Regions from separate parts of the Gossypium arboreum genome. Here region 1 is linked to region 2. The links are chromatin contacts, called in public Hi-C maps. All regions are on one chromosome and are shown on one strand. Each heading gives the region's core, a stretch centred on a gene start, on an enhancer-like site or on the middle of the called end of the contact. The rest is flanking DNA. Distances are from core to core; before and after follow the strand shown.

Region 1 (2,700 bases), core at 49-2,548, 140 kb after region 2:
TACAAGAAATAGATATAATTCAAGGCGTAGAACTACCCAATAGAAAGACTAGTCGAGAATCAGTTGAGGCATCAAGACCATTTCGAGACAAGTCAAGCTAGTTCCATTCCAAGGATGTGATGAGAGCATCACGAGAATAGGTGGGGGAGAATGTCACGAGCCGCAAATTAAAGCCTGTGACCATTGGACACTAAACATCCCATAGAGGTCAATTGACCAAATGTGGCTCATTTACCTTGCATAAACTAGCTCGACTCATGGAACGTATGGAGAAGCCCATCTACTTGAAGTCTAGTTAGCTCAGTGAAGCACTCAAGTAAAACTAGAGTTACTAGCGTAATTAATGCAAATCCTAAAGGATAAAGATGTATAGAGTTTATATCTCTTAAGACTCATCTTGTAGATAGGCACGAATCTTAGTTGTCGATGTAATTCGATATGTACCGTTGTATTTGGGGGAGCTCAACTATAAATAGAAGCCTTCCCCTCATTCATTTGTATTCACTCAGTTGTAAATCTTCAAAGTAATAGAATACTTTTAAGAGCATATACTCAAACACTCGGTGTGTGCTATTTTTCAGTGGCTTTTTTTATTCATTCGTTACTTTTTCGTTTTGAGTTTGCTTCTGATTTACTTTGGTGCCTTATAGAGAGTTTCTGCTAGAATTCTCATTTTCCGAGTGTAAGACTGACTTAGGCAGATTTGAACCCAAGCAATTGCCTAAAGCCACGCAATTTACTAAATTAAAGTTCTAACCCCGCAACACTAGAAATTGAATCTATTTCTAGCAACAATTATTGAAGCAAATTTCTTATAATGTTGTAAGTTATTCTAAATCTCTCAGTCACATGTTAGGTGACATCCAACATGTAACCCATATTTAATAAGCATGTCCCATTTAATGCGTTCATCACATTTTAAATTTTAATAGATTTAATCTTAAAAAGCGAAATATAATTTGGGACAAGAAATGAAATGTATTGGCGGCTTTAATAAATTAGATAGATAGAGATTTTGCATTCTTAGTCATCAATATGTCAACTTGTTTAGGATTTATCCTTTAATAACATATTTGCCAATCACGCCTTAGTTTGCAAAGTTGTGAGGCCTTGAGTGTATAGGTTCAATTTTTTCTCTATCCAATTCTTAATCCATTGTGTTTTATAACACTTTATTTTAATTATGGATGTAATTATAATTATAAATATACAAACATTTATTATTTATAATTATAAAAAGAAGCCTCCTTTTTGAATTATTGTTAGAACTGTAACCAACATTACCAAGTAAAATAATTTAGAGATACATTATTTTTTGTCTATAAATTCCCCTCTTGTTTCAGACTCCCATAACTTAGCTTGCAAGTCAAAAACTATATTCTCTAATTGTCCGCTCGCTCCCTTCTATGGCAACAAAGTTTCTCTCACCAAAGCTCCTCAATACCTTCCCCTCATTCACTAGGTTTCTTAACTCAGCCTCCACCGCTTCCCTCGCCGCCGTTGCACCTCTCAATTTTGACGAAAAGCCTGAACCCGCCGCTGTTGAAAAACAGCCGACTTCCCTTAAACAAGAATCAATTACAAACGCAACCCTAGACCTTGATGATCACCAAAGGCTTTTTGGTTCCATTCCTACCTTGAACCTACTACGTTCAGCGGCCAACCTCGGGTTGGCTGCTAACGAGCGGTTCGTAGATTTCGGCATGTGGATTATGAATTCTAGGCTCATGGAAACAAGTTTGGTACGTGACGCTATATTGAAAACAGTTAAACATACGTTCTTTCAACACTTCTGCGCGGGTGAAACGACGGAGGAGGCGGCGGACTGTGTGAGGAGAATCCACGACAAGGGTTTCAGAGGGATGCTGGTTTATGCGGTGGAGCATACGAGCGAGAACGCCGGTTGTGATCGAAATTTGGAAGGTTCCCTTGGGAGTGTTGAATTGGCCAAGTCGCTTCCAGCTTCGTCTGTAAGTATTTTTGGTTTCGATTTAGCCATCTTTCTTATCCTCATCTATTCTCCTCCCAACACGTAAACCTCTACGATTCTCAAGGTCTTATCTTCTCCTTCAAAACCATTATTAGCATTCCACTTAACTGTTTTAATTATATTCGGATTAACTGCGGACACTAATATTTTTAATTATTTAAAAGATTAGATACTCTGCTTATACTCAAATATTAAACACGTGAATATAATTTTTTTTATTTTAAATATGATTTTCCCTAGTATTCATATTTATTTTCCCTCTTATCAATCGTAAGATGTTTCAATTTGAAAGTTTTGGATTTCCTTTTCATACATATAAAACACCACCCTTTTATTGCTGTATCCTCATGCACGTGAGCTTTACGTTGTGGAGGCGGTCCCACAAAATTACTACTAGATAGCTCGCTCGTTCATTAAGAGTCAAGATTTAATATGACTATCCAACACCAAAAGTCCAAATATATAAAGAAAAAATTGATGATGATAAAATCGAAGTTTTTTTGTAGGATCATTATAATATTTTGTCGTTTAATAATAGAACAAAGTTGAAAAAAATATAGCCGTATGTGCGTATGTACGCATATAAACAAAGTTGTGATACGGGGGCACTTGATTGCCAGAAGGTTATTGGTCTATCTTTTGCAGTCATGTATGATGGAGAAAGTAGAGAGCATTGGTGAAAAGGATCGGTGGTTGTTGTGACAACTGCC
Region 2 (2,700 bases), core at 84-2,583:
TGATTTGATAAATTTAACTATTATAATTTGGTTTAAAATTGAAATTTTAAATTTAAAAAAACAAAACTAATATTAAAATAACAAAATTAAAAACAAATATTAAATCCAAAACTTAACCATAATAATATTAAAATTCGATAAAATAAAAATAAAATAACTTGCTTAATTCTAGAGCCCTTGGAGTTTTTAAAATCAATACTAAGAGCATTACTTAAATTTAGATTTTAGGATTTGTATTTTATACATGGTTTATTTGGTTCTCTAATTTTACAAAAAAAATAAAAAGAAATTAGTTTGTCATTTTAATTTTAATTTTTAGACTTTAAATTTATTTTTTGTCAAATCATTCCAAAATAGATGAAAACATTGGTTTTTTAACTTTCTTGATGTGACATACATGTGGATGACATGTCAAGATTTAATTAATTTTTAAAATTTAAAAGTTTCAAAATAAAAATTATTTTTGAAGATTAAAATCATGAAAATCATTTAAAAATTTTAAAAATATAAAATTAATTAAATATTAATGTATTATTCACGTGGTAATCTATGTATGTCATATCAACAAAGTTAATGACATTAACCTTTTCATTTATTTTAGGTGATTTAATAAAAACACAACTTTAATAGTTGAAAAGGTGAAAAATTAAATAGATGATAAAAATAACTTTCTATTTTTTTAATGTAAAATTAAAGAGTCGAAAAAATTATTATGCCTTAATAAATAAATTTATACTGAATAATAAATCAGATGTCATTAATGGCATTTAAAAACAATTACAATTTATTAAACATTTTAATAGTTGAGTAAAAATTTTAACCTACATAATTCATTATCAGTACGGGTGCAGCCAGAAGGGGCAGGGAAGGCTGGCTAAATGGAAAACTTGCTTTATACCTCTTCTCCAAAATTTATTTATTTTAAAAATTTTTCATTAAATAAAATTTATGTGTTTGTATCATATTCATGATATTTTTATTTTATTTTATGATACATTTGGCTATAACCCTTTTTTGGTATCATATCTTACTTCATCATATATATTTTGCATTATTTGTCATACAATTCAATTTTAACCCTAAATTTATTTATTTAAGATATTAAAATTTTGATATATATATTTAAAATTTTAATTCACATGTATTAATTAATTTTTAAAATTAAAAAAATTAAAAATATTTTTATAGTTTTTATACTTTTAAATAATTTTAGTAATTTTAATAGTTTAAAATAATTTTATAATTTTTTGAATTTCTAAATTTAAAAAAAATTAACTAATTGCTGGTATAACATCTATATATTACAATTTATGTGTATGTGATATTTGATGCAGAAGGAAAAATAAAGTTTGTTGATAAAATTGAGGTAAAATTATTTTATTTGGATTTTACCAATACATGATTTTACTCAAAAAAGGAAAGAAGAGGGAAATTGGGAATGATATTAGGATTACATATGGATACATAAAATAATGAGATTAATAAAGAAATAAGAAAAACAGGGAAGCAGGTAGGCGGCCAAGCCAACTCAAACTCGGTAGTTACTTTTGCTTCTTTCTCCTACAGGGTTTTTAGTTGTTAATAATGCTCATCAACATCACCAACTTTTGGCTTAATTTTTTTTTTTTTTTTTTTTTCTTAGATCCCGATCATTTTCCATAACTTCCCTTTCCCAGAAAACTAGAACATTTTAATAATTCTCCAAGTTTCAACTATTCACATTCATTCATAAAACTACAAAACCATTTCCCACTTCCATGTTTGTCAAACAAGCCACCCATTAAATCCATCTGAAAACAACTTCCCAACACTGCGTTTGTTTTGCTCTGTCTCACTTTTTTTTTTCCTTCCATGCAACGAAAACAATGAAGCTAATCCTTTTTTCATTGTTTTTTTGGGCAACATTGGTGGTGAGTGTGAGCTCAGATCTAGCTTCCGACAGGGCAGCCTTGTTGGCTCTTCGTGCAGCTGTTGGTGGACGCATCCGTTTGTGGAATCTTTCAAGCAGCCCATGTAGTTGGACTGGTGTAAATTGTGTCCAAAACAGAGTCGTCGAGTTAAGGCTCCCTGGAATGGGACTGTCAGGTCAGCTTCCCATTGCCATTGGTAACTTAACTCAGCTCCAAACTCTTTCTCTTCGTTTCAATGCTCTGTCTGGGTCAATCCCTTCCGACTTTGCCAAGCTTACCACCCTTCGAAACCTTTACTTACAAGGGAATGGGTTTTCGGGTCAGATCCCGGGATTCTTGTTCACTTTGCAAAACCTCATTCGGTTAAATCTTGCAAACAATAATTTCAGTGGTACCATCCCTGAAAGTGTCAATAATTCGACTAGGTTGGGCACATTGTTTTTAGAGAACAATCACTTATCTGGGTCAATACCAGATATTGAGTTGCCTTCGCTTGTGCAATTGAATGTTTCTTTTAATCAGTTAAACGGATCAATCCCGAAAGGGTTATCAGGGAAACCAAAGAGTGCTTTTCAAGGGAATTCTTTATGCGGGAAGCCTTTGGTTTCTTGCGATGGAACTGAGAGTAGTGGAAGCAAATTATCTGGTGGAGCAATTGCTGGTATTGTCGTTGGGTGTGTGCTTGGTGTTTTATTGGTTTTGATTCTCTTGATATGTTTATGTAGAAGGAAGGGTGGTAAAAAAACCGAGACAAGAGAAATAGCCCCTGCAAAACTGGCTGAGATTGAAA

The links. Hi-C and Micro-C count contacts between places; a contact is called where the count stands out from the background.
Region 1: a contact with region 2 is called in a Hi-C map of leaf, with 3 times the contacts expected there. The contact joins the promoter of LOC108471519 here to the promoter of LOC108475689 in region 2. A contact is called at or near these places in 3 of 5 Hi-C or Micro-C datasets (all in leaf).

The regions. Positions count from the first base shown.
Region 1 is chr7:19,171,567-19,174,266 of ASM2569848v2, forward strand. LOC108471519 (proline dehydrogenase 2, mitochondrial-like) reads left to right here and starts at 1,299. Exons shown (of 4, transcript XM_017773130.2): 1 at 1,299-1,970. The coding sequence starts at 1,407.
Region 2 is chr7:19,032,154-19,034,853 of ASM2569848v2, forward strand. LOC108475689 (probable inactive receptor kinase RLK902) reads left to right here and starts at 1,334. Exons shown (of 3, transcript XM_053030294.1): 1 at 1,334-1,537; 2 at 1,927-2,700. The coding sequence starts at 2,073.